Linked DNA regions of Mus musculus: regions 1, 3 and 4 are each linked to region 2. Evidence: chromatin contacts called from public Hi-C and promoter capture Hi-C data. All regions are on one chromosome and are shown on one strand. The core of a region is the stretch at or near the end of the contact, and the rest is flanking DNA. Distances in the headings are between cores, read along the strand shown.

Region 1 (7,624 bases), core at 497-2,996, 640 kb after region 2:
AGCCAGATCTGGTGACTCGATAGCAATCACTTTCTTTAGTGGCTGAGACAAGAAGACTGAGTTTGGGGCCAGTCTGGGCTACAGAGAAAGACCTATCTTAAGATCAGTCAATATGGCCCAACTCTGAAAACACTAAAAGAGATGAGGCTACCACTCTGATAGTTTCAACTTCTTTTAAAAACTTTGCTTTTCTACAATAATAAGTTTATATTAAATGGGGTGGCTATGAGGTTCTTATTAGAAACACTGACAGTTCCCATTTCTGCCTTTATATACCAAGAACACACAGGCACTCCAACACACACCAGACATGAGAACAGTAGAAAGCTGGGATGGAAGTACGTGCTTATAATTCCAGCATTGGAGAGGAGGAGGTAAGAGGGTTGGGAACTCACAGGCATCCTTGGGTCCAGGCCAGCCTGAGCTCCATGAGACCGTATCACAAGGGGGTAAAAAGATGGGTTAAAATACTTGCTGACTCAGCAAACTCATCTTGTGTCTATAGAGCTGTTGAAGAGCCTGGAGACTCAAAGTGAGATACCTGTTGGCTATACAGTCTCATATAGATTGATCCTAAAATACTTACTTCCCTTTATTAAAAAGGTCAGCATATACTCAGGGGACTTCTAAACTTTATGATGTAAACTGTTTTATGAAAAGTGGAAAGCAATATAATATTGTAATTCTCTACCTTCTCAATCCATGGGAGCCTCATGTCTAAGAAACAGCGGACATGCCAGGTATGGAGTATACAAGCCTGTAATCTCAGCATTAGAAGGGGTAAAACAGGAGGATTGTGAATTGCAAGCCAATCTGGCTATATCTTGAGACTGTGATTTAAACATGGAAAACGTAGGGCTGGAATACCGTTCAGTGACCTCAGAGCACTTGTGTAAATGAATGGACAAGTTTAAAGAGGAGCAGGGGCTGGAGTGGGCGTGGTGGTGGCTGTGTTTGCAAGAAAACATTATTTTAGAGACAAAAAAAAATGCTTTAGAAATAAGCCTTATCTGGCATTTTAAAACAAAGTAGACTGTCTGGTAGTGCAGGCAGAGACAGGCCGATCTCTGTAGGCTCCAGGCTATATTTCGAGTTCTAGAATACCTAGGGATACATAGTGAAGAGGGGGAGGAGGAGGTAGAGAAAGATAGGCTTAGAACTCCTTTCAGTGACAATCTGTATTGAATTAAAGAAACAGGACCTGTGCTGAGACCCATCCAGGGTTTGCAGGGGCTATCAAGGAGTGAGACATCTTCTCTGTCCACCCAGGAAGTGAGCCGTGAGTTGCAACAAGGTGAGGATTTCACTTCGGGATGGGAAAGGTTCCGAGAGGCACGGGGCTCGATCCTGAGGAGGCTCCCCAGTGGTTCATCCTCTCCCACCAACCCAGGGGCCGGCGAGAGGCGAGCCCAGGACTCCCCTCCGGAGCGGCTCAGATTTCAGCCTCCTCCCACAGCCTGCAGCCGTCCCGCAGCACTTACTGCCTAAAGGGTCCTGGGAGGCAGCAGCTGCTCCCACCCCTGCTGCCCGGCGCCAAGGAAAGCACTTGGAGACTGCCCGCAGCCGTCAGGCTCCCCAGGGCCTCCAGCTCTCGGTGCAGCTGCGCCCGCGGTCCCAGCTGCGCCGTCTCCTCAGCTGGGATCCGCACCAGCAGCATGGGCAGGACCCGCTCCATGGCCCCGGCACAGCCGGGGGAGGCAGCACTTCCGGGCCCTGGCTGGGCAGCCATCTTGGCCTGGGCGGTCCTTCCGGTAGAGGCGCCCGAATGCGTCACGGACCTGCGCAGTGATTCGGACCTTGTGACTCTCACGAGAGAGGCGGTCCTGCGCCCGGCATTTGCTCAGCTTGGGGTGGAGGCGGCTCTAAACGGAATCCTGCAAAAACCACGCCTGCCCCTCCCTGCTCAGCTCAATTCAATAATACGCCAGGGCCTTTCAGCTGCTTGTGCTGTCCTTGCTACCAAAGATTTCTAAGGCAGGTGCTTCTTACTCCATTGAAACCCTGTTGCTGGCTCCTCTTCACTTTTTGTGCTGCTCGGTTAACAGGCATCTGGTAGTGCGCTTTTCTTGGTAGCAAGTACTCTTTTAAAGTCTAGAACTAATAAAGAACCCTCTACCATTTTAAAAAAAAAAAAAAAAAGCAGGGCTTCACAACAGACCCCCTCCCCCCATCCCCGGCTTCGAGAAATCGGCCCCTCTACGGAGTGGTATGGAGTTTTGGAAAGCAACTATCTCCATCAGATGCCTGGGATCCCAGAGTTTGAAAAATCAATCTGACTCATTTCCCCCATCAGGAAGTTTTGAAGAGCAGTTTACCAAAAATAAAATAAAATAAAATAAAATAAATTCTACAAGCCCTTCCTCCTCCTGACTGCAAAAACTAATTTTCAGACCCTTCGAGATGAATTTTCTTGTACCCGTGGGTACCCAGTCTCAGGATTTGGGAGTGTAAACTTCTCAGACCAATAGATCTCCTTTTGAGGTCAAACAATCTATTCTTTGTGGTCCTCCACCAAGGACTCTGTTACAAACATGAAGGTTAACATGGAGATTGAAGTCAAACGATATCCTTTGTAACAGATGGATGCATACAGAGTAGAGATGGTGAAATAGTTCACCTTTCAATTTCTTCTGTTTTTCTCAGGAAAGTACAATCTGATACAGAAGAGAAGAGGTAGAGAGCTATTGAAAAGGCATTTGGTCAAGCTATTTATTTGATAAAGGTTCTCTAGTGGCCTTAGACACCTGATCCTCCTTCACCAGCTTTTCAGGTTCTAGGAATACAGGATTATGCCTCCATGCCTACTTAACAGTGTCTTTCTAACACAGCCACTTCTACAAACTGAACATTTTGACTTAATGGCAACCTGCTAACATGCCTTCCTGGCTCAGTCTAAAGTCTAAAGCCCCTCTCTATTCCAGTCACTCTCAAATCATAGTATTTATGACTAATTAACATTTTATGTCAATTCCTGACCAAACTCTATGTAAGCCTGGAAATAGCAGAGACCTGTGCACCACTGTTATCTTCCTGCCTGAATCCCAGCCTGGCTCATAAAAGGTACTTTAGTATTTCTTGATGAATGCAGGACTTCATTTGACAAAATGCTGCCATGTTCTTCTCTTTCTTTCTTTCTTTCTTTCTTTCTTTCTTTCTTTCTTTCTTTCTTTCTTTCTTTCTTTCTTTCTTTCTTTCTTTCTTTTAAATTTACTTTATTTATGAGTACACTGTAGCTGTCTTCAGACACACCAGAAAAGGGCATGGGATCTCATTAAAGGTGGTTGTGAGCCACCATGTGGTTGCTGGGAATTAAACTCAGGACCTCTGGAAGAGCATTGAGTGCCCTTAACCACTGAGCCATCTCTCCAGTCCCCATGTTATTTTCTTATGTCAAGGAAGATGCTTATATCCAAATCTCTCAGCCTTAGCTGAACTGTTTGGTTTACATAAAGTCTGGCAACACGGAAGCAACATCCCAGATTAGACTTTTATTAAATACAAGGCCTTTCCCCTTATTAGGAAGGATATTCTTGACATATTCAAAAAAATGTCCTTCGTTGTAATTCCAAACTTACAAACAAGTTTCAACATATCATTTGATATTTCTTTAATCATACCTAAAGTAGTCATGCCTTAATTTTAGGCAAGTCACCTAGATTTTAAGAAAGGATATGACAATGTGGCAGGGTCCTCCAACATAACAAAGTATAGGAAATGGCCTCAACTGTCACTGTAGACAGGTGATGGAGTTCCGTTTCTGATATTTCAGCTTCTCACATTAACTAATACATCAGTAGATACAGGCAAGCCTACAAAGAACAAGAGTTAACTGCAAACACAATTCCATTTTACAAGTATTTATGGTTTAATTCATGCTTGGCTCATTCTAACAGTGGGTAAGTTCTAAGGACAGAGATGTTCTCTTATTTCTCTTATAGCCTGAAATAGTCTCTCAACTGTTGTTTGAATGAACTAGTTATTCAACTTTTCAGACTATGGCTCTGAAATAGCACCTACAAGTGACCAAACACTGAGAATAAATACAAAGTTGTGGCTAAACAGACCACAGGGCCCTAATGAGTCCAGACTGGGTTACTCAGTAAATGCCTGAGTATCTAGAGCAACTTTTAGATTTTTGTATTACATTTTCACACACATACACACACTCCACAGTGAACCTTTGGAGGTCACAGGACAACTTGCAGGAGTCACTTGCCTCATTACATGATATGAATCTACCTGCTGAGCCATCTCACTGACCCAAGAACTTTGTTTGTTTATTTGGTTGGTTTGGTTTGGGGTTTTTGAGACAGAATCTCATATCTCACTATGTAGTCTTGGCTGGCTTGGAACTCACTTCTGACCCTAAGTGATAAGACCAAAGGCATGTATGACCATGCTTGGCTCATAGAACTAGGTGTAAAGCTCATTATTTTCCATGATCACAGTTTATAGGAGATTTGATGCACAGACTTGGACTGGGCTTGACAAGGTGAGACTTTGTTTATATAAGCACTTACTCCATTCTGGCTTCCAGCTGCTGAACTAATTGCTTGTCCATGTGATGGCAGAACAGGGAAGCAGATTCCTGGGGAAGGCTAGAGGCTCCGCCAAGGATGCTGCAGGCAACTGAGCTATCTCCCAGGCAATCAGAATCACCAAGTCTGTCCTAAGGGACAGAAAAGAGAGGCCTAGCAGAGCCTTTATGTTTATGCAGGAAACTGATGTCCAGGCAAAGTCTGTTATTCCTCTTCCACCACTGTAGGCATAGATTCCATCGCAGACAGCGATTGAGAGGTAACGTCTGTACATTTGCTATGCACCTGATGATGCCTAGCCATCCTCCTTCCTATTTGATTTTAACTCTAAGGAGTTGATAGTACTACTCCCAGCTGAGGAAACTGACTAAGACGTGAAGTGTGTCAAAGTTACATTGCAGTAGACAGGTCTGTCTGACTCGAAGTGTATTTTCTTTAATTACTATGACCCTGTCCCCTGTGGGAAACCAACATTCCGACATAGGACACTATGTAGGGCAGGGCAGGAGAAGATTCAGCACTCGAATCTATTCTTCAGGAACTCTTTCCCAGGGCTCCCACACACCAGGGCATTGGCGTGTATTGACAAGGCCTTTACAGTCTTACCAGGTTGCACAGTCACTGCTGGATCGGAGGGAAGGATCCAGGGATACCAGCTGCTCTCCATGACTCAGCAAGGCATATAGCAGAGATATCCCAAACTGTGAGCGAAATACAGTTCAAGACAAAATGAGGTCTACAGTTCTACAGGCTCCCCTGGCTTTGCTGTCTTCCTCCAACTTAAAGGACAGGCTTGTGTGTACAGATAGAGAGCAATATACAAGAGCTGCCAGATTTTACAGCTAAACAAAGAGCTCTTCCACACCCAAAGGAACCACTGCCCTGAACTTTCCATGCGCTCTCTGAGAGCTGACAAGATGGGGGTCATCTAGTGAATGAGGAGCCTGGACTCTGCTGCAGGTGGTCTGTGGGCCATACTTTCAGAAGCACTACTTTAAGCACACAAGAGCACACAAGAGAATGCCCTAGAAATTGACAGAGACTGTCAAATCTATAGTGGCATACTTAAAAACTTGCTGTTGTAGACTGGGGTGGAGTTCAGTGGTATGGAAAGTGCTGAGTAGACACAGGCCTTGTTTGAATGCTCAGCACAAAGAAAAATATAAGAGCCGGGGCATGGTGGCACACGCCTTTAATCCCAGCACTGGGGAGGCAGAGGCAGGCGGATTTCTGAGTTCGAGGCCAGCCTGGTCTACAAAGTGAGCTCCAGGACAGCCAGGGCTATACAGAGAAACCCTGTCTCGAAAAACCAAGGGAAAAAAAAAACAAAACAAAGAAAAACAAGACTGTCTTTCCTTTAGTCAGGAACTAATATTATAGACACGTGGGATATCTGTCTGCCGTGGGATATCTGTCTGCCTCTCCCTCCCTCCCCCTCCTTCCTCCCCCCCCCCCCCCGCCTCTCTCCCTCTCTCCTCTAAAGGGTATACAATAAAAAGTTTGGAGACACACCTTTAATACCAGCACTTGGGAGGCAGAGGCAGGCGAATTTCGGAGTTTGAGGCCAGCCTGGTCTACAGAGTGAGTTCCAGGACAGCCAAGGCTACACAGAGAATCCCTGTCTCGAAAAAAACCAACCCCCCCCCCAAAAAAAAAAAGGTTTGGAGACTTTCAATGTGGAGGCTCACACCACCTGCAGCCATAGGGAGTCTATCAGAAAAGATGTGCCTCTCCACAGGTCTTAGGTAGTCCAGGTTAGCCCTGAACTCACCATAAAGACTTTGAAGTTCTGATACCCTTGCTTCTATTTTCCCTTACAAGTAGGAACCACCACATTCAATTTGGGAGCTGCTAGAGATCAAACCCAGGACTTCATACAAACACTCTACCAACCGAGGTAACCCCACCCCCAAGTCCTATACTGCATGCCATTTTCTCAATGGCATTCCCCACAAACCCTACCATATGTTCATGGGCAACAGTGCCAGACAGTACAGGAAGAAAAAAGAAAAAAAGGAGGGGTGAAGGGAGGGAGGGACAAAGGAAGAGAGGGGAGAGAGAGGAGGGGGGGGGAGAACAAGGAAAGAGGGAAAAGCAAGGATCTGGCATTTACTAAGCTCTCTGCAGATGATCCTAGGCTCACACGGAGGCTGGTTGTTTTGAGACAGGTTTAGAGTGGCCTAACACTTGCAATGCAACCTAAGCTGCTCTTTAACTCATGATCCCCCTGCCTCAGCCTCCTAAGTACTTGGACTACACCATGCCCAGTTCTCACTAGACATGGAGAAGTGCTGCAGGAGACTTCTCATGCTCTGTAGAGATAAGACCATTCTCTTGATTATCTCGAAAGATAGAAATAGTGGTGCCGCATCCACACATGCCAACATGTATGTGTTAAATGCTAAAGATTAGCAGTTCAAGGTTGTCCTTGGTTACATGGAGATTTCTAGGCCAGGCTAAACTAAATGAGACCCTGTCTCAAGAAAATCAAAAGAAACAAAAAGGCATCTGTGGAAAGAAAGGTGTCCCAAGTATATTACCTGATTCTGAAGTACCACAGAGACTGGCCGCTCTGAGGAGCCAGGTGATAGCAACATTAGTCCTTGCATTGCATGGAGGAGCTGATGGAAGGTCAGATGACTGATATATTTCCCCAGAGGTTTGAATAGCATGTGTAGACCCTGCAAGAAGATCAGTAAGTAAGGATCTCTCCCAACGCTACTATAGCTCCATCTCCTCATACTTTGCCTCCACTTCCTTTCCTGTTTGACCAGCATTGGGCATCATCTTGGTCAGGTTCCTTGCCAGGGCTAACACTGCTCATAACTCTCTCTTCCTAACTGTCCTAAAGTACTGACCTATACTTTACAGTGGCTTTCTATGGGATATAGACATGAGACCCCCCCACACACACACACATCAGAGGACCCTTGTCTCCTCTCAGACACAGAGCACACTCATTCCTGTATAGCCATTCGTCTGTTTTTCCTCTTCTCATCATACCTGAAGATGGTCTATCATTCCTATGGTTGCTCTGTAACTTCCTTATTTAGGGGTGGGCAGCACTACATTACATCTCTAGGAAG
Region 2 (7,149 bases), core at 4,154-6,653:
CAGGCCTCACACAGGCATTTCACTGAGTCATCTCCTCACCCACCAAGCCAGGCCTTGAACTTTCCTATGTATTCAAGCTGGACTGGAACCCTGGATGTTTGAGATAGTATTCTATCTACTGTCTCCCAAAATTGTGGATTACAAGTGTGTGCCACAATGTCTAGCTTCATCCCAGGTTTGATAGCGCCAAAATCTCCTTAGTCATTGGTAAATGACAACTTAAGGAGCATCTTCCTGAGACGACTATAAATAATAGTCAATATATCAGTATAGTAAGATTCCTAGGCTAGGGCAAAGAAACCAAAATTTGTTTTACAAGCTTAATTTTGTGCTTCAAACATGACTTTCCCTGGAGATGTGTTAAAGTACTTTCCTAACATATGCATGGGTTTCGTCTTTAGTAACACTAAAATAAAGCAAAAACTCATAGAAAGTGGATTAGCTGGGCTGGAGAGATGGCTCAGAGGTTAAGAGCCATCTCTACTTTTTCTGAGTCAATTCCCACCAACTACATGGTGGTTCAAAACCATCTATAACTAGATCTGGCGCCCTCTTCTGGTACGCAGGGACACATGGAGGCAGAACTCTGTATACACAGTAAATAAATCAATCTCAAACAAAGGACTAGCCAGGCATGGTAGCACATGTTCCTGTGCTTCTAAGTCCAGCACTTAGGAGGCTGAGGCAAGAGACGACAAGTGAGAGAGCAGCCTAGACCTCGCAGTGACTGTCAGGTCAGCTTAGGCCGCACAACAAGAACATCTCCAAGTACCCAGCACCCCACCCTCACCCGGCCCATTACCTTCAGGCAGACACATGCCTCTTAATTTGAAAGGGGGATATGCAACAAGCTCTGGCTTTCTGCTAGCATCTGGCAACACTGGCATGCACCTAGCATCGGGAAGACTTCCACTGCAGGAAATGCGGGATACAGAGCCTTTTTTGTCAGACCTAGAACAAAATTATGTGGAGTCTGCCTTGGTTTGACTATTATCTCTCTTGGTTCCTCTTTGAGAATTAGAGGGTTTTCTTAAGTTGTCCAGGCTTTCTTGAAGCAACTCTGTAGCCTAAGCTGGCCTTGAATTAACAGTTCCCGCTGGTCGAACCTACTGAGTTCTGGGAGTTTGAGCCTGGCTCAGCAGGTCTGGCAGGTACTTACTTTCGAATGAAGACAGGCTTAAGTCGAGGCTCCATTTCATCCTCACTGTCTGTGTACTCCTCATACTCAGACTCTGACTCAGACTCCTCCCCAGAGCGCCCTTCATCTTCCACCTCCATGACTTCCATCTCTTCATTTTTCCTCTCCTGTGCTCGCTGACGCATCATGCCACGGCGCCGCTCAATTTCTTCATCGTCAATCTCTTCCTCCTCTTCCTCACTGCTGTCTTCTCGTTCCAGGCGCCAAGCATCCCCTTCTACTTCTGAGTCGCTCTCTCCCACTACTTCAGGTTCCACGATCTTTCTGTGTCGAGCCAATCGCTCTTCCACATCTTCACTGATGCGGTTCTGTAACCGCCGAAGTCGGGGGTCACTGGATGAGTCCTCCTCCTGTTCCTCAGGCTCTGCTTCTTGTTCCTTAGCTTTCTTAATGAACTGAAATTCTTCATCCTCTTCATCTGAGGACTCCATAGGGGCATAATCTGGTCTCTTTCCGGACACATATCGTTTCACCTTCACCTTTTCCATTGAGATCTCACCTGGTCAAGAAAGATAATGTATGTTTCAGTATCCTCTTCCCTAACTCCCTCCACCTCTTGGTTTTTGCAGATAGAATCCTTAATTCCTGATTGTCAAGAGTCTAAGGAGCATATGACAGCCATTCTCCAACCACACAGTCAACCTCTCACTGCTTTCTTATAAAGTCTACGGTGTGAGAAGTTGTTTTATGAATACCAACACCAGGACATCAAGAGGTACCTTGGGGAACAATGTGGTAGAGGAATGTGAATAGTCAAAGTGCAGAAGCCACCCCCACCCCCATACATTCATGCTATGGCATCTTAACACTCAGTGGGATTTAAGGACAATGTCCCCCATAGGCTTGGCTCTTTGATCAAGTGGGTCTCAGCTCTTTGGGTAGGGATAGGAAGTACAGCCTTGCTAGAGGAAGCATGTCATCAGGGGTGACCTTTGAGGTTTCAAAGCCATGCACCATTCCTACTGATTCCTACTGTAGTGCCTGAGTGTCCTCTGTCTGTCTGTCTCTCTGCTCCATGGTTGCACTTCAACATATGAGCCCCCAGTTTCCTCTTCCTGCTGCCATGCCTTGCTCTACCTTCCTGCACTCCAATCCTCTGGAATCATAAGCCCAAATAAAACTCTGCCTTTTATAAATTGCCTTGGTCATGGTGTTTTATCACAGCAATTGAAGAGTAACAAACACACACTTCTTGAACAAATTCTTTATAACAGTGCCCAGTAGATAAACAAGAGTAATTTAAGTGGGATCATAACACTAAGTTATCACTCACAATTTTTCCCCTCTGGGATGGGGTTTTACTGCTGTGAACAGATACCAGGACAACGGCAAGTTTTAAGAGGACAACATGTAAGTGGGGCTGGCTCACAGGGTCAGAGGCTCAGTCCATTATCATCAAGGCAAGAGCAAGCATGGCAGCATCCAGGCGGGCACAGTGCAGTCAGAGCTGAGCGTTCAACTTCTCCATTTGAAGGCTGCTAGTGGAAAATTAGATTCCAGACGGCTAGGAGTAGGGTCTTAAAGCCCATGTCCACAGTGACACCCCTGCACAACAAGACCACACTTCCAAATAGTTCCCCACCCTGGGCCAAGCATATACAAACCATCACATTCCACTCCCTGGCCCCATAGGCTTATCCAAAATGAGTCTATGGGGCCATGCCTAAACATAGCAAAATAAAAATACATTTATCCCAACTCCTAAAGTCCCCATAGTCTACAGCAGTCTCAACGATGTTAAAAGTCCAAAGTTCAAAGTCTCTGAGGAGATTTATCCAGCCACTTAACTGTAATTCCCAAAGCAAGACATGAAACCAGCTGGGCAAACTCCAAACTGTGCATCTCTAAGGCTGATGTCAAAGCTGTCTTCAGATCTCCAACTCCTTTATCATCTTTGTTGAGACTACAACTAACTATATTTTCCTGGGCTGTTTCCACTATGTTACTAGTTTTTCTCAGCAGATAACTTACAGCTCTGGCATCTCAACTATCTTGGGGCCTCCAAGGCAACTTCAACATTACAGCTTCTTGTTCCAATGTCTAGGATCTACACAAGACCTTGTGGGCTACTCCAAAGGACTGCTGCCCTCTGTAGCACTCTAAGCTCAGGTTGATCCACTCCACTGTTGTTGCTGTTCATGGTGATCATCTCATAGCACCGGCATCTCCAATACACTGGGGTCTTCCACTGCAACTAGGTATCAACAATAGCCTCTCATAGGCTCTCTTCATGGTCCCAAGCCTTAAATCCTTTGCATAACCCCTTTAGTCCTGGGCCATTAACTGCAACTAAGGCTGCACTTTCCTCAATGGCCTTCCATGGCCCCTCACAGTGCTAAGCCTCAGCTGTTCTTCATGACCTGTTCATACCTTCCAAACCAGTGCCACCTGGGTGACTCGACATAGGATCGCTTGATGTTTGAGAAAGTCAGAAAAGTAGTTCAGGTCCCCTGGAATTAGAGTCATGGATGACTGGGCCACATAGTCCTCTATAAGAGCAACAATTGCCCTTAACCACAGACCCATCTGCCAGTCCAAATACCTTTCTTTCTTTCTTCTTCTTTTTTTTTTTTTTTTTTTTTTTTTTTAGTTTTTTATGTTCATTTTTCAGAGGCAGGGTCTCTTTATGCAGACCTGGCTGGCAAGGACCAAGCTGGTTTGAAACTCACAGAGCTGTCTGCCTCTGCCTACTGACTGCTTAAATGCATATGCCCACACTTATGTGTTTTCTACAACTTTCTTTTTTTTTTTTCTCTTTGTTTTGTACAACTTTCTTGAGACAGGTTCTTTCACTGAACCTGTTGCTTGCTGTTTCAGCTATTATTAGCCCAGCCATCAAGCCTAAAGTTCCTAACTCGTCTCTTCTCCCCACAAGGTGTCTATGTGGATGCTCGGGGTCTGACCTCAGGCACAGTAAGGGCAGCTCTCTTCCTAGCTTCTCTCTCTGCGGTGCTGTGGCAGCCTTTACGACCTAACTTAACGTTCTGACTAGCCAGCTTCTACCTTTTCCTCCAGCTCTTGTGCTGAATCGGGAGATCTCTTCTATAACACAAACAGGGTGGAGCTCAAGAGGTGGCTCAGCAGCTAAGAGGCTCTGCTGCTCATACAGAGGTCCTGGATCAATTTTCCAGCATCTGCATGGCAGTCTGTTACAGTCTGATACTCCAGGCCCTCCTCTGGCCTCTGTGGGTACTGCACCCACATGGTGCATATCCATGCATGGAAGCAAAGCATTCATACACTTAAAAATAAACAAACAAAACAATTACAGTGAAAAGAAACACACAACATAGGCCTCTAGCTCACTTTCTTCTTTTTTTTTTTAAAGATTTTATTTATTTATTATATGTAAGTACACTGTAGCCGTCTTCAGACACTCCAGAAGAGGGCATTAGATTTCGTTATGGATGGTTGTGAGCCACCATGTGGTTGCTGGAATTTGAACTCAGGACCTTGGGAAGAGCAGTCGGTGCTCTTAACCACTGAGCCATCTCGCCAGCCCCACTTTCTTCTTATATTTTGATTTTTGTTACTGTTCTGCCTGTGAGCCTGGCCTTTAACGGTTGAGCCATCTATGCAGCATTATTATTATCATCATTTGTAAGGATGCTATGTGTGGATATGTGCACAAGCGTAGGTACTGGCAGAAGCCAGAGGTGTCAGATCTCCCTAGACTTGGGGTCCCAGGTTGTTGTTGAGTCACCTGAAGTGACTGCTGGCAATTGAACTTGCGCCCTGTGGTACAGCAGTACGTCCTCTCAACCGCTGATCTGCCTCTCCAGCCTCCTTTACTTCATATTTCGAGAGAGATCTCCTCACTAAATCGATCAGGTAGATGCAAGTGGATCCCGCTATCCCCTTTCTCTACGCCACCTGTGACTTTAGGCGGGACGCAGGAAGAAACTGCAGCTAGGTTTTAAGGGCCAGCCGAGCTGGCATGGTCGGCGTAAGGCAGGTTTGAGAGATACTCAGGATGAAAGAGTTCAGAGCCAACCGGAGGGGAGGGGAGCCCGTACCTTTCTCGTTTCGAACTGGGACGGCCCCAGCCGTAGACTGGATGGGCGGCTGCTTCATGAGTGCGCTTGGGACCGACATGGTGACGGCTGCCGCGGAGACTCTCCAAAACGGACTCAATCCCAACAACGAAGAGCAAGGAGCAGAACGCCGCGTCCCACAGGCTGTGCTGGACACAGCTGCGCAACTGACAGAAACAACTTCCGGCAGAGGTAGAGGAACCGGAAGTACATAACAGAGGATTGTGGGTAATTGGAGGGCGGCTGAGCGCTGATCGCTTAAAGGGCTAGCTTGAAATTTGTGCGCTTTCCTAAGGCAATTTTCTCGTCTTCAACCGCTCAAGAACTGGAAGGTCCTCCTGTCTGACAGTTGTTTCTTTTGGTTTTGGTAAGGTCCAGGAAGGTTCGGATTAAAGATTTTATTTATTACATTTTAGGAGAGACTGTTGGTGCATACTGTTTAAAGCTAGAAGTGTGGCCGAAAATGATGGTGCACCCCTTTAATCCCAGTAAGAAGCAGAGGCAGGCGGATTTCTGAGTTCGAGGACAGCCTGGTTTACAGAGTGAGTTTCAGGACAGCCAGGGCTACGCAGAGAAACCCTGTTTTGAAAAAACAAAAAAGAAAAAACAAATAAAAAATAAAAAGCTAGAAGTGTAAAGTGTTTCATCCGGATACGTGGGTCACGTCTGTAATCCCAGCATTTGGGAAGGTGAAAGAGGATTGCCGTGTTTTGTAGGCCAGCTTAGGCAACAAGAGAAGACTCTTCAAAAGAAAAAAAAAAAAAAAAAAAGGAGAATCCCTTAGGGGCCAATTGTTGATTTGGACACACATGCCCTTATTCTAGCACTGGAAAGACCGTGGCAGGTGGATTTCTGTAATTGAGGCTAGTCGGTCTACACAGTAAAAATTCTGGGAGGGAGTACAATATTATATAGGACTTTGAAGGTTCTGTTAATATAATTATCAAATTTTTTCACCTGTGTCCTTGCTTGGTGAAGACAGGAAATTGACAAACTTTAGTGAGGATTTTCAATGAGTCAAACAAGGACGAAGCTTACAAGCAGAAAAGCTTTAGAAGGCCAGAGTAGACAAAAATATTTTTGTTGTTGTTGTTATTATTAAAAATGTTTATTGGATTATAACCACATTACCCTCCCATCTAAATTAAGGGGGGGAGCCCCAAAGATATACATAAAAATAAGAAGTTCAAGTTAGAACCCCTCAGAGTTTGTAAACAACTATGCACTAAATGTTAACCTGAGAGAAACAGAAGTGTCTACCTTTAGCAAATTCTGCCGAGTGTGATGGCTCACACCTTTAATCCCAGCACCGGGGAGGCAGAGACAGGCAGATTTCTGAGTTCGAGGCCAGCCTGGTCTACAAAGTGAGAAACCCTTTACAGAGAAACCCTGTCTCGAAAAAACAAAACAAACAAACAAACAAAAACAAAACAAAACAAAAAACCCCAAATTCTTATTATTGGGGTGGGTGAGCCATGCCATATATGATGATCAGAGGACAATAGTGAGAAATGGCCCTTATGGAGGCTCTGGGAGTAAGATAAAGATGCTAGGCTTGGGTGGCAAGCATCCTAACCTGTGCATCATCTCCCTTGTGTTTGAGACAGCGTCTGTTGGACCTGGGCTCTGTGTTCAGGGTAGTCAGTTTGGCCATGGAGCTGCAGAACTCCACTTGTCTTGCATCACCTGTGCTTGAATTCTAATGCCAGCCTTTTAATTTGGGTGCTGGGAATCAAACACAGGTCCTAATGCCAACACCTGTGTTATTTCTTTCAAGTTCTGCCTATTGACGTTTATGCTTATTTGTCTTCTATTCCCTTTTTTTGTTTTGTTTTGTTTTGTTTTTAAGATTTATTTATTTTATGTATGTGAGTACACTGTTGCTTTCTTCAGATATACTGGAAGACGGCATTGGAT
Region 3 (6,823 bases), core at 2,583-5,082, 860 kb before region 2:
GATACTTTTTGACTTACGTTTTTATGTTTTTTTTTTCTTTTTAATTTGACTTGATTAATTTCATACAAAACTAACTCCTTTTCAAGGCAGAATCTCACTATGTAGCCCTGGGCTGGCCTTGGACTCAGATCTGCCTGCCTCTGCCTCCCAAGTGCTAGGATTAAAACCCTGCTCCAAACCTGGCAAAATCTACTTAAATTCATTAATTTTTGCCTCTTTTTTTTGGCTAGGAAACATCAAAAGATGCAGTGCGATAATCAATATGTGGAGAAAGTCACTTGGCACAATACAGTCTGGCCAAGTCTTAGAGCTACCTCCAAAACAAACTTGTCAAATGCTAACTGTAGACATCACTTAAGTTTAATCTCATTAGTTTTTTCTCTGGAGCAGGCACTAAAAATGTAAAAGATGTTAATACACACCTTATCATAACCCTCTAGTTCTCGAAGTTTCTTTATTTCAAAGAGATTGCCTTCCACAGCAAGCAGGCAGATTTGGGAGTCACTGAGGATGCTCTGTGGAAGCATGCTGAGCTCAAGGCAGTTCTCTTCCAGCCGGAGGACCTTGAGGCGAGGACAGCAGGATATCTTCACAGAGAGCTGAGAGATCTGTCAACAACCAAACAGTAAGAGGACAGAGAGCATAATGGCCACGTTACTACACTGAAACAGCTCTTGACTGTGTCCTAGTTTTTCTTTTACCGCCTCCGTTTTCTCACTACCTACTCGCACAGAAGCCTGTAACATACCTTCTGTTACTCCTCCACTTCCAAATTATTTGAAGGTTACCAGTAGCTTTTCAGAAATAAAAACCAATAATAAAAGCACTGTGTATTTATTGTAGGAAATAATGTAAGTTTAAGGGAAAAGCTTACCAGCAAGCTGCCACTCAGAAACAACCACATGAACATCTTGATACCTACCACTCTGCTGAAGCCAAAGTCATGCTTCCCACACTGCAGCATCTGCCTGGACTACCCATTTCTTGAGGCTCCCTCTAGTGCATGACTTCTGAATTTTTCCTGAAAATTTTTTGGGGGTGTCATTTTTTGTTGTTTGCTTTCTTTTTGTTTTTTTGAGACAGAATTTCTCTGAAGCACTGGCCTTGAACTTGCTCTGTAAACCAAGTTTGCCTCTAACTTAAGAGATCTCCCTGCCTCTGCCTCCTGAGTGTTGGGATGAAAGGCATGCATCACCACCACCCTTTTTATTTCTTTATAATTATATTCAAGCAGAAATAAATTCCTAATGCTTCCTATTTAACATTTAGAACCTTCTAGAAAACAATCATTCTTAAAACCATTTCACTTGTGACTTCAAAATCTGTATCAACAGTCCTGTGTACTAATCTCGAATACAGCTGTGTATCTACAGTTTTCACTAAAACTAAATTCTGGTCACTAAATTCTGTTGACTACCTGCATCTCAAACCATCACCTAGGAACTTACAGAAAATGCAGATTCTGCAGATTCTTAGACTTCTCACGTACTGAATCAAACACTTAGGTGACCTTAAGGTCCCCAGGTTATCCAAGTAAGGTCTGAGAAACTGGTCTAGTAGTAGGGAATGTGGAATTATTCAACGAATACCAATGACAGTTCTTTCCTAGAAATCTCAGGAAAAAGACAAAACCAACCTCAAAGGCTGAATATTATGCTAACTACAATTTAGCACAGTAATAACATGAACATAGTAGCTAATATACATGCATAATGTACATATACATAAATGCTAAAAACTCAAGGCTACCGAATCTCAAATGTTTCATCACTGTGCCTCATATCTGAAGCAGAGCACCATCTCCATACTAATGTTAACCAAGGAGCTTCAAAACATTTCACATGTAAAGTCGTCCAATTATAACGTAGCTCCAGAACAGCTATCACATGGATTTCTCAACAATTTCTAACGTCTGACTCTCAGATCCTATGGGTACAGGTCTCATTCCTACACTATATCACCCCTGACACGGCTCCTCACTAAATAATGGGTGTGAAAAGAAAATATCTGTAAAACCTTCGATAGGTTTAATTTTGTGTGTGTGTGTGTGTAATTATCTCACCCTGTTACTCCTTCCTCAAAACACTTTCAACACAATTACACAGCCACTATCAACCCACTCCATGATTCTGGGCATTGGAGTAAGTTCACCTTATATATCTTTTAGCTTCTAATTTCCAACTCCATGATTATCGTTTAAGGAACAAGAAATCAGAAGACCATAAATGCAAACATACACTGGGGAGAGGGGCAAAACAACACAAAGTATGGACCTGGTTCTGGTTGAGATTGAGTTCGATGGCCTGCAGCTCCCCAACTGTGTCAGGTATACTCCGAATCTGGTTTTTAGAGAGATCTACTACATCTAGATGTCTCAGGCAACAAAGCTGGGGGGGTAATGCTCCCAGCTGATTCCCAGAGAGGCTCAGCGTCTTCAGGGCAGACAACTGCCCAAAGGTAGATGGTAGCTCTCTCAGGTGATTGTTGTTGAGACTTAGTGTCTCTAGTTTTTTCAGATTGCATAATTCATCAGGTAGAACAGCTGGTGAAGAAGAAATTAAAAAACAAATCCGATAGAATTAATGACATTTATAAAAAGACAGTATGGTAGCCTGCTTCATCTTGTTTTTGAGACAGGATCTCATTAAGTTGTCTAGGATAGCCTTGAAATTAAGATCTTTCTGCCTCAACCTCTGAGTAGCTGGGGCTACTGTAGGTCTAAGTCACCAGGTCTGGCTTCTTACATAGAATTCTCACAGGTCATGTTTAGGTTTCACAAACTGTTTGGGAGGTTAAGAAGCCATCAAAATGCAGAAAATTGTGTATGTGTGTAAGGGGTTCCTTTTGCTTAGCTGTATTCTAAAAACGATCTGAGGGAGTTTAAAAGATCCTCCCATTCCACCCTGCCCCGAAATTAGATAACTGTTTATATCGATTCCCAAAGGTCTTCCAGGTCCAAATTAACCTAGTAATAATCATTATACCACCCAAAGAGGCTTTTATATTTAATTACAAGAGATTAAAGCTTCAATACTCTAACATTCTGCATCCCCTAAAATGATTTCATAACAAAAATCATCTAACAGGAAAAACACCCTTCATAACTGCTGATTACTAGCAAAAGCTGCCCAGACACAAATTCCATACTCAGTTTGTTGTTGTTGAGGGAGAGGCTCTTTAGCAGAGTGAACTTTCCTATTATCAGAGGCGGTAGGCTGTCAATCTTGTTGTTGGATAAATCGATGGTCCTAAGATTGCTTGTCAGCTTCTGCAACTCTGAGGGGAACTGGAGAAAGGAGCTCACAGTTTGGAAAAATCCTGCACCAATAGTCTTCGCCACCCCGCCAACCCTAGCCCTTTTAGTTTCTTGGTCCGGTCCCCTCAGGTCTCACCTCGGTCAGACCACGGTCTTTAAGCTGAAAGACACCAGTTTTCTGCGCTGTTTCCACATGAGCACGGAGAGCACTGTTACCCATCCTAGCGCCACGGCTCAGTTCCCTGCAGGAAAAGAAGCATAGCTGTCACCGCCTAGTCTAGACATACAGTCGTCGCTAAATCTCCCGTTTGGGTCTCCTGTCCCAATTGTCACCTTCTGCCTATCCCTACTTCCCTGGGGCCAGCCCAAGAGTGGCAAGGAGAAAACAGGCGAGCAGGCAGCGCTACCACAAGGTCCTGATGCTTTGGCAGCAGAGCTAAGGGCCAGGGAGCCTCCGATAGCTGCTGCCGGAACAGGGAGCTTGAGACTCGCCTCCTACCGCTCAGTGCAAAGAAGACTCCGCCAGGGAACACCGGGGACCCGCGCTCGCCTGAGACGCGCTCCCAGGGCTTCCGCCCGGGCAGGAACGCCCTGTGACATCATCAAACCGCGCGCCTGTTCGCGGTGTTGCCCCTCACTCCTCGCGCCAGTTCCAGAGGTGTGCGGAAGCCATGGCGGCCGCCAACCCGTGGGACCCAGCGTCCTCGCAGACTGCAGCTGGGTTACTGCTAAACCACTTGGTAGCTTCGGGCATAGTCACTAAGGTACGTGGGGGCGGCGATGGCGTCATCAAGGTGGCGACAGAATTCTGCTGTGAGGTGGTGGTCCTGGTTATGCGGGCGTGAGTGAGCCAGCTGAGGACTGTGACCATACTCCCGTGGGTTCTTCGAGTGTGAGGGACTGAGTGGCTGGTGCACTGAGTGACTGAGCACTCTGTTTTGAGTGCCTGCGGGTTATCCCAGGACGGTTTGTGGGAGATGGAACAGCGCTCCACTTTTTTTTTCTTCCAGTGACACTACCTCTAGAACAAGTGTTCCTAAGGCTGCGACCCTTTAATACAGTTCTTCTGTAGGACCCCCGATATGGGGACTCCTACTCTAGTCCAGGGATAGGGTGCACCCACGAACACACAAGAATCCTTCTTGTTGCAATACACACGAGGCTTTATTGGCAGAGCTCTGGGCCGACACGTACCTCACACAGGAGGCAGGGGAGTCGACCCCGAGTCTCCAGAGCTAGGGGTTTTTGTAAAAGAAAAAGGGATAGGGATGCGAGGAATTTTAACAAAGGTATGGGATTGGGTCATTCAAACATTAACAGTAAGATTACATGTCAGCCAAAGGGCATCCGGACCTTGTTCCTGTGGGCTGGGGGCTTAACTTTGTTCTCATAGCAACCAGGTGATGTATGAAGCAATGCTGGGCCTCCAAGAAAAGGCCAAAATCTTTCACAGCGTAATGCCATCACAGTTCACCCTTATTATTTTAGCACTATTTATTTAGAGACCGAGTCTTGCTGTGTAGCCCTAGATGGTCTGTAACTCACTATCCCTGGCATTACAGGTGTGTACCGCCATGCCTGGCTGTTAACTCACTTTATAAGATGATATGGCAAAGAGGAGAGGGTAATGGGATCTAATTCTTCCAGCTTGCTGAGAGATACTGGAAGATTTTTTAGTCTTTTTAGGTGTTTCCTTTTTTTTAATGGAGAGGTGTCCTCACTCTATCCTAGGCTAGCCTTGAACACTGAGCCATCTTCCTGCTTCCAGCTCCTAAGACTCCCAAGTCTCTCGTGTCAACCATATGGAGGGCTGAATTTAGATCCCTAACGCCCAAGTAAAAGCAGTATGTGATGGTGCGTGTCCTAGAGCTAGGGGCCAGATACAGGTGGGGCTTGCTGGCTAGCTAGTCTAACCCAATCTATGTTACTATTGGGGTCTGGGCTAGAAAGATTTAGGTTCCTGGCCTCTTATCTAAAGAATTGAAAACAGCTTTATTCTGAGGGAAGGAATAACACAGAATATAGAGAGATATAGCATCAAGATTGAAAGCAGAACACTACAAAGGTCCCAGGTTATAGCCTGAGCTCTAAAGGAAGGAATTGTTTACATACAGGCATGGTTTGAGTGGTTCTCTACTCTTTTTTTTTTTAAGATATATTTATTTTGTAAATGATTATTATATATATATGAATGTATGTGTATCATGTGCATGCCTGTTGCCCATGGAGGTCAGAAGAAAGCATTGGATCCCCATGGAACTGGAGTAAGCCCCCATGTGGTTGCTGGGAATTGAACCTGGGTCCTCTGCAAGAACAACAAATGCTCTTAAATGCCAAGCCAGCTTTCTTTCCAGTCCTGTTTCTCTACTTTGGTTGATAGATTAGGTCAAACATTCTTTTCTTCTAGTGTCCATGTTCCTTCCTATAGCATCTGATTTTAATCATATGTATACTGTAGTGCTTTGAGTGAAAATGGCCTCTATAGACTCATATATTTGAATACCTAGTACCCATTTGATGGAAGGATTTCACCTGTTTGGGAAATATTAGGAAATGTGGTCTTGGTGGAGGATGTTTGTCTTTGAGCGTGGGCTTGGAGGCTCTTTTGGCCTCATGCTTATCTCTCAACACGTAAGTTCTCAGCTTCTTCTCCCATGCTATTTCTGTCTGCAACCATGCTGTCTGTCAAGATAGTCATAGACTCATAGACTCTTAACTTATGGAAGCATGAGCCCAAAAATTAAATGCTTATGGAGGTCAGGTGATTAATGGAGTTTTGGCTGAAGTCCAACTCACTGTTAGGTCCATTGAGTTCCCAAACTTATCCTGTAGTTATTTCCCCAGTTCCAGAATGTATATTTGGGATAAATATACTTAGAAGTCGGCAGAATTCCCATATTGGTTTCCTGACTTGTGGAGTGAGGGCTATTATGTTTTGAAAGGCCAAATGGAAGACATCGAAGTTGCCTCTACCAGGAAAAATAGTGAATCAAAGACAGTATTACATCCTAGGAGGAATTGCAGAAATTAGCAACACAACCAAGGACCTAAAAGATGCAGGGGTGGTTGTTTACAACACATTTCCTTTTAACTATCCTATCTGGCCAGTACAGAGGACAGATGGATCATGGAGAGTGACACTATGACCATCAAAAATTTAATCCAGCTGGGCACTGGTGGGACATCCCTTTAATATCAGCACACAGATATGCAAAACATTCTCTCTCCCTCTCTCTCTCTCTCTGCATATGTGTGTATCTGTCTGTCTGTCTGTCTGTCTGTCTTGTGCACACACACACATACACACAAACATGGTGTTATGCTGTTCACTTAGAAAATAGAGGTGTGAAGGTTAGAAGTTGTAGGACATCCTTGGCTGTACAGCAAGCTCAAGGCTAGCTTGGGCTGCATGAGTCCTCATCAAAAATAAAAACAGATTTTAATATGTTCTTTATGTTAGCTGCAGCTGTGAACATACTATCGTTTTAGTCCCTTGTGTTGTATCTCGGTGTGCTAACTTTGAAACTTCTATGCTTTCCCTGATTATTTACCATAGGAGATGTTAGA
Region 4 (7,506 bases), core at 529-3,028, 900 kb after region 2:
AAGGAGACTGCAGGCAGCCTGGGAGAAGTGCCCTTGGACCTCCCTCTTCAGCTTAAGCATGATGAGCCGGCATGGTCAGCCATGCTCTATGGCAAGAACCATGGGGGAAATGATTCACACATCTGGGGCTCTTGTTCTGACCCCAACACACCTCTTATCCAGCAAGCCTACCAGGACAGCAATCTTTTGGCGGAAAAAGCCCAATTCTGAAACCTGAGGATTCAGACATTAACTGCTCTCTAATCAGATAAAGATCTCTACTGAGGAGAGATGAGCAAGCCCTGGAGGAATGAGTTCTCAGACATGAGGAAGGCAACAGAGCTGGGGTAGCTCCTACCTCCCATTCAGGGAGACTAAGGATGGCTTTCAGCTGTTTATCATCCAGGACAGGATAAAACTGGAATTAAGAAGGAAGGTAGATGTCCTGAGAGACAAACTATTGGGAGTCTTCCTCCAGGGCCTGCAGATCCAGTCTCTCTCAGAATGGACTGAGAAAGAGGAAAGCCTAGAGAGAGGAGATAATGAATGAACCCCATCACTCGGCCTTAACTGGGCAACAGGTCCTGACCACCGAGTGTCCTCATACTTGGGGGAACACTGGAAGGAGTGCGCCTGTACCCCAGGGGTGAATTTCTTCAGGAAGAGCTGGACATTGCCCATCTTGGCATCCGGAGTACAACAGTCCCCCCCCCCCCCTAATCCCACTGGGAAAGGCAAAGGCCAGCGCTCGCTGTGTTCACGGAAGAATCTTAGTTTTCAGCCCCTTTCTGGGCTTCAGACCTGCAAAGATGCCTGGACTCCAGGACCGGGTGGGAGGTGGGAGGAAGGAGAAGGGGAAGAGGAGGGGGAGAGAAAAGCTTTGTGGAGGGAAGAGTCAAGAGATCAAAGGGCAGAGGAGCTGCTGCTCCGGAGAGGGCACAAAGGCCATAAACCGGCAAAGGGAAGGGAGGGGTGCTTCTCCATGCCCGTTAGAAAAAAGGTTCCAGGATCAGGGTTGGACGGGTTGCAAAGCTGAGGACAGAGCCATTGAGGGAGGTCGTCCCTAGTCCTCGGGCCCTAACAGGAAACAGGGCAGAGTTTGGGGACTCAGATTAGTCGGTGGAGAAGCTAACAAAGGGGTTAAAATTTGAGCCCCCGTGTCAGGGACTAAGCTTATGTCAACTAGAAATACTGACTGCGAAAGGCTGAGTCCCAGCCAAGCCACCTTTGTCCCTCCCTAAATCTCCAGACCTCAGACCACCACCCCTCCTGGACACCCACGCCCGGCGCAGCACTCACCCTGTCGCTGCTGGCAGGGGGTCCGGAGTCCGGAGGGGGTGCTGGGGGGCCGGGGGTCTCGACCCGAATGAGGCGGTGCGGGGGTGAGCCGTGGCGCGGGGGCGGAGTGGGGCCAGGGACCGCAGGGGTGGAAAGGGCGGCGGACGCGGACGGGCCCCCGGAGTAGGGGTCCTCGAAGTCGCGGTCTCGCTGCAGCCGGTAGGCGGCCAGGATGTCCGGGGGCGGCGCAGGGGGCGCGGCCGGGCAGGGAGCTGGGGGGCGGTAGTCGGGCTCTGGGGGGGCGGGTTTGGCGCCCCCTCCACCGCCGCCCCCGCGAAAGCCCAGGTGCTCCCGCAGCCACTTTGCGACTCCACCGCTGCCGCCCCCTCCCGGGCCGGTCCCCGCACCCCCAGCCCCGCGGCGGGATCCCCCAGGGCCGCCCCCCGCGCTGCCCTGCGCCCTCGGCCCCGGGCCGGAGCCCGTAGGAGGAGCTCCGCTCAGTAGCATGGGGCCCTCCCAACTGAGCGAGCAGACCGCGGGCGGCGGGGGCGGGGCGAGAGGGGGCGGAGCTGCGCCGGCGGGAGGGGCGGGGCTCGTCGTCAGTGACACGAGGGGAGGAGCCCGCTGCCTAACGGGGACCCGAGGACTCTGAGAGGAGTAGATGGGATGCGGGAAGCAACTGCGCCGAGGGTGAGTCCTCCACATGTCGTTACCCGTGCTCCTGTGGGGCGCTCTCTAGTCCCATCTGCTCTTTGCACCTCCCAGTTTGTGTCAGACGCGGGAAGATGAGTCCCCAGGCACATCCTGCTCATCCTGATTCCTTTCCCCCAAACCCAAAGACCCAAACATTTTCGAAGACGCTGCTCTTCAGATGCGCCTATTACTGCCCTCACCTTGGGAGTACCGCCTACCTCTTCCTATCCCTTAACTCACACCCAAACCTAGGTTGCCTTTCTATCCAGGCAAACTTCTCACGTGGCATGCAATCAGTTCTCCAGAGACACCCATTGCTCCGATGTTTCCACACCCAACCGCCAGCTTCAAATGCTTACAACCCTCGCACAAACAATCCCCATCCACGCTTACACCGGCCCCCAGCAGGCCCACGCAGCCCTCACAGCTGCCCTGCTTTCTTGTGGAAATCCCTCAAGCTCCACCCTGGGTTTGTCAATCTGTCTGTGACAGAATAGAAACAGACAGATCAATAAATCAAGCGAGAAACAGGTCTAATGTTGTCAATCACCAGCCCCTTACCTTCTCAGGGCTCCGATGATGATGCCTAAGAGCCTGGAATTTTGTCTTAGAAAGGAAGCAGGTTCACCAGAAGTATTGTAGCCCTGAAGGCCAGCATCTCTCCCTCTCCCTCCTCCCCCTTCCTCCCCCTCCCTCCTCCCCTCCCTCTCCCCTCCTTCTCCCCTCACTTCATGGGGTATAATAGAGAAACTAAGAGGTTTACATTCCAGAATATACAGTTTAAAATACTAACTACTGATGCAACGGTGAGCATAGAGATGACAGGTTCCTGAGGATATTGTAGCTAACCCACAGGAGAAGGTCTCCTCACTCACCCAATGGGAGGGGATGGGAAAGGCAATGGACTGCCAACTCCTGGGCCAAGACCACGCCCTTGTCCTATCTTAGAAAGGGTGATAGGGGTTGTTGTCATGCAAATTAAGGGTGATGAGCGATCTGAGCACAGCCCTTGCTCTGTAGTCACCTTGCAGTCAGGCCTCCGCTCAGACTCATGGCAATCCTGTTGCTCAAGCTTTCCCAAGGCAAGTTCTGAGGTTGCAGGTGTGCGCCACCACACTACTGGTATTTGCTTAAAAAATATAAAGTGATTCTGGTGGTGGTGATGGTGGTGGTGGTGGTGGTTTGAATGAGAATGGTCCCCATACGTTTGTTAAGGATTGAGAGGTGTAGCCTGGTTGGAGGAAGTGTGGCTTTGTTGGAGTCACCGAGGGTGGTCTTTGAGGTTTCAAAAGCCCATTACAGGCCTAGTCTCCACCCACCTCCTCTCTACTTGATGCTTGTGGATCGTGATGTAAAGCTCTGAGCTACTTATTTTTCCAGCAACATGCCTGCCTGCCCGCCCGCCTGCCACCCTGCTCTCTGCCATGAAGGTAATGGACTAACCCTCTGAAACTATAAGCAAGTCCGACATTGAATTCTTTCCTTCTATAAGTTGCCTTGGTCTTGATGTCTCCTTATAGCAATAAAGCAGTGACTGACACATGATATACACCCATAATCCTAGTAATTGGGAAGTTGAAGCCACAGGATCAGGAGTTCAAGGACAATGTCTTGTTGAGTTTGAGGCCAGCCTGGGCTGCCTGAATTTTTGTCTCACAAAACAAAAACAAACCTGCAATTGCTGAGCCTGGTGGTACACCACTTCAATCCTAGCATTTTGAAGGCAGAGGCAGGAGACAAAACACTAAATGCAGTGGATATGCCTATAATCTAGCTCTCAGAGGCTATAGCAGGAGTCCCTTAATGAATTCCAATTCATCTTGGGAGTGTCTCTCAGAAACCAAAAAAGTGGGAGCTGAAGAGATGACTTAAGAGCACTTAAATGCTCTTCCAGAGGACTGACTTTGGTCCTAGCACCCACGGCAGGCAAGTCCAGCTCCAGGAGCTCCTATACCTTCTAGCTTCTGTGGAATCTTGTGTATATGTGCATGCACACGTATGCACACACACACGCACACACACACAGAGGCAAAAATACCTGCACACATAAAAATAAATAGTTTTAAAAGTTATTTTAATATAGGCTTAAAGATAAATGCTGAGAGAAAAAGAAGCTTCCAGTAGAAAAGATACACCCAAAAGCGTGAGTGTAGGCTTTAAAGTGCTGAAGAAGCAGGACGTCTCCAAGTGTGGGTCCAGGCTGTGGAAGACTCCTCGAGAGTCGTGCTCACTGCTTTTTATGTTTTTGTCTGTTTTTTCGTTTTTTTTTTTTGTTTTGTTTTTTTACAATAATCATATATAGGATTTTAGAGGGTTTTGAAGTTATGACATTCAAAGAGTTGCTAAGAGACCCAAATGAGACCACAAGGTGCTTCCTTAGGGGTCCCCAATAAGGCTATAATTGATAAGGTAAAAGTGTAGCTCACTAGGACACAGGGATGTAGGGTAACTCTACTATAGCAAAGCTAGCGGTCCTGAATGAGAGCCTACCCAAGGCCATATGCATCCAGAACTTAAGCCTGCTATTACTTCAGCATAAAATGTCTATGAATGACCAGGAGCATACAAAGGCAGGCAGGCAGAGCAGCTTTTCTGTTGGAATTTTTTAACATAAAAAAAAAAGTGTGTGTGTGTGTGTGTGTCTAGGTTAGAGTTGCTTCTCTCCTTCCACAATTCTACCCGGAACTGAACTTAGACTGTTATTGCCTCGGTGGTAGGAACTTTTAGAAGCTTCAATCAGACTCTGGAGTGAGGAAAATCTTCTGTTTTCCTATGCCGTCATATTTCTCAGTTTTTCTATACTCCCTCGAGATTTGGGTAGATGAAATGAAGAGTAAAGTGCCATTCCGATCCAGGAGGCATCAGAGAGCCAAGCAAAGGAATAGAGGTGGAGCCCAGCATGGTATGCAGACAGTAGTCACAGGGGTGAGGGGTGGCTCAGCAGCTAAGAACACCTGTTGCTTTCACAGAAGACCTGGATTCAATTCTCAGTAAGCACATGGCAGCTCACAGCTGCCTATAAACTCCAGTTCCAGGAGATCTGGTATTCTCTTCTGGCCTCTGAGGGCTCCTGCACACACATGGTGCACATATACTCAGGCACACATAGACATCCATGTAAAATAGATACATTAAACCATTTCTCAACCTGACTGTGACAGCTCTCACGTACCTTTGATCACAACATTCTAGAAGCAGAGGCAGGCAGATGTCTGAGTTTGAAGCCAGCCTGGATGAGCCTCAGACCAGCCAAAGCTACACAGGGAGATCCTATTAAAACAAAACAACAACAACAACTACTACTACTACTACTACTACTACTACTACTACTACTACTACTATTTTCAGGGGCTGAAGAGATGGTGTCGTAGTTAAGGCCACCAGCTACTCTCCAGAGACCCTGGGTTCAGATCCCAGTGCCCACACAGAAGCTTTTGACTCTTTGTGACTCTAGTTCCAGAGGACCTCATACCCTCTTCTGGCCTTGACAGGTACCAGGCATGCACATGGGGCACAGACATACATGCAAGTGAGAGACCCATATACATTTAAAAATAGAACAAAACACCACTTTTCAGGTTCTGCAGTTAAGAGCATCTGCTGCTCTTTCAAGAGAACTGAGTTTGACTCTCAAAACCCATGTCAGGAGGCTCACAGCTACGTGTAACTCTAGCTCCAGGGCCTCGGACACTGTCTTCTGGCCTCCGTAGGTAATTGCCTGCCTCTCTCTCTCTGTCTCTCTCTCTCAACAAGTAAATGAATTTAAAAAAAAAACCTTTAAAAAATCTCTGTGTGCTATATAACCTATTCTCATCATTATATCATAATTCCTTTGATGCCCAAATTCTCCCAACTTGGCCAATGGGAGAGACCCTTCCTGAGAGGTGCCTCTATACTTTTTACTTGACCTCAGCGATCTTTTCTCTTCTCTTTCTCAGATATACTTTGTTATTCATTAAGACTGAGACTGAGTTCCATTTGTACCAACTTAAAAAAATACATATGGGTAGGTGTGTTGCTTGCTTGTGCGTCTATGTACCACTTGTGTGCAAGAAGAGGGCGTTGGATCTTGTTACGGATGGTTGTGGACCATTGTGTAGTCCACACAATGCTGAGGATGGAACCCAGGCCACTCTTAGTCACAGAACCTCTCTTCCTCATTGTACCATTTTCTGTTTGGCCTGCATAGTTTTGGTTAAATCGCGGTTTAAAAAAATTAAATCAACTTCCAGTGTTTTAAATTATGAGACATCTTGCACAAAACTCCAAGTTCCTGTCATCTCCTAAAACACCAGAAAGTCTGGCACACTGGGCTTAGATTCTCATCAAGAACAAGTGTCAGAAGATGACACTAGGGTGACTTCAAATGAAGTCAAATTGTCAGAGAAGGTCTTAGGATTTCATCGGAGCTCCAAACTTTTACCACTGACTTTCGCTCCTTTTCTTACTGTCTTGTCCCATTGAAGGCTGAGAAAAAAATGAAAGGCAAAGAGGAAGGGATCAAAGAGAAGGAGAGAAAGAGGAAAGGACTTTGTGTGACTGGAAAAACGGGAGGGCACTCTTTTCTCTTATTGTAGAACCGTAGAATCTCTCTCTAATATGAAAATAATATAAATCTTGCAATCACAAAGCAAACCTTGCAACTCATTTATAGACTATAAGAAATCTCCTGAAGTCAGGCACTTATGTGTATCTGTAATCTCAACTGCTTTAGAAGTTCAAGGACTGGGATTGAGGCAACCTAGATGTGAGACAAAGCAAGATTCCGGGGGAGGCGGAAGCCAAAGCCCCAAAGCGCCTGTTCAAATATTCATTTTGGAGCTAGGTGTGGTAGTATACTGCTGCAATCTCTGTACTCAGGAGGTTGGGGCAGGGGAATCCCAAGGTAACTTTGACAGGCAAGTGAGTTCAAGGCCAGCCTCAGCTACATGAGACTGCCTCAAAAAAACCAAACCAAACCAAACCAAAAATAAACACCCCCCCCCAAAAACCCCCCAAATTAGGTGGAGCTGCGTGTTTGGAGCACAATCATGGTCAAGATTTAGTCAGTACATCCGAATGGTGGTGCACAGCTGTAAACACAGCACTTTTGGCCTTCCTGGGTATGATGTGTGTGTGTGTGTGTATGTATGTATGTATGTATGTATGTATGTATGTATATGCAAAATTCTAATGCAAATAAAGCAAAATAAATATTTTTAAAAGATCTTAAAAACAAAACCAAAAGCCTAAAACAATGAAAGCAATAAAAACAAAAGCCAGAGTAAAACCCGCAATAAAAAGGACTCAGTGAGTCCTGCCTGCATTGCACTTGTGTTTTTTTGTTTGTTTGTTTTTGTTTTTTAACTTTAGTGGCTTTGCTTCAATTATATCTTTCTTGGCAATAAGAGATGAGAATGGAGGGCTGTCAAGTAGACTGTCAAGACAATTTTCTCGTCTAGTCTCCAAATTTGGGTCTTAATGGATCATCGCTTTCTTCTGTTTTACCACACTAAACTGTCCCCAACTCGCAATAGATGGGCAGGAGGGACGGGAGGCGAGAGATGCAAGGAAGAC

The links. Promoter capture Hi-C pulls out the DNA fragments that hold promoters and counts their contacts. A called contact is a pair of places that touch in the nucleus more often than the background predicts.
Region 1: a contact with region 2 is called in a Hi-C map of B cells, with 8 read pairs. The contact joins the promoter of Spg11 here to the promoter of Mfap1b in region 2. A contact is called at or near these places in 1 of 484 Hi-C or Micro-C datasets (B cells) and 2 of 115 datasets of contacts at active chromatin or transcription factors (bone marrow-derived dendritic cells and bone marrow-derived macrophages).
Region 3: a contact with region 2 is called in a promoter capture Hi-C map of liver, with 3 times the contacts expected there. The contact joins the promoter of Lrrc57 here to the promoter of Mfap1b in region 2. A contact is called at or near these places in 2 of 39 promoter capture datasets (liver and neutrophils).
Region 4: a promoter capture Hi-C map of pre-B cells shows a contact between it and region 2, with 3 times the contacts expected there. The contact joins the promoter of Shf here to the promoter of Mfap1b in region 2. A contact is called at or near these places in 1 of 39 promoter capture datasets (pre-B cells) and 1 of 115 datasets of contacts at active chromatin or transcription factors (bone marrow-derived macrophages).

What each region holds. Positions count from the first base shown.
Region 1 is chr2:122,116,640-122,124,263 of GRCm38.p6, forward strand. It overlaps Spg11 (SPG11, spatacsin vesicle trafficking associated), which reads right to left and starts at 1,747. Exons shown (of 40, transcript NM_145531.2): 1 at 1,482-1,747. The coding sequence starts at 1,729. It overlaps Patl2 (protein associated with topoisomerase II homolog 2 (yeast)), which reads right to left. Exons shown (of 18, transcript NM_026251.2): 15 at 7,079-7,219; 16 at 5,145-5,239; 17 at 4,521-4,669; 18 at 3,469-3,809. The coding sequence ends at 4,546.
Region 2 is chr2:121,468,620-121,475,768 of GRCm38.p6, forward strand. Mfap1b (microfibrillar-associated protein 1B) reads right to left here and starts at 5,404. Exons shown (of 7, transcript NM_001081975.3): 1 at 5,215-5,404; 2 at 1,160-1,697. The coding sequence starts at 5,293. It also overlaps the pseudogene Gm14018.
Region 3 is chr2:120,605,526-120,612,348 of GRCm38.p6, forward strand. It overlaps Lrrc57 (leucine rich repeat containing 57), which reads right to left and starts at 3,833. Exons shown (of 6, transcript NM_001159612.1): 1 at 3,590-3,833; 2 at 3,393-3,498; 3 at 3,148-3,286; 4 at 2,274-2,542; 5 at 423-608. The coding sequence starts at 3,476. Haus2 (HAUS augmin-like complex, subunit 2) reads left to right here and starts at 3,857. Exons shown (of 6, transcript NM_025475.3): 1 at 3,857-4,020; 2 at 6,813-6,823. The coding sequence starts at 3,928.
Region 4 is chr2:122,367,369-122,374,874 of GRCm38.p6, forward strand. It overlaps Shf (Src homology 2 domain containing F), which reads right to left and starts at 1,779. Exons shown (of 7, transcript NM_001374011.1): 1 at 1,279-1,779. The coding sequence starts at 1,764. It overlaps Gm39918 (predicted gene, 39918), which reads left to right and starts at 7,465. Exons shown (of 3, transcript NR_166177.2): 1 at 7,465-7,506.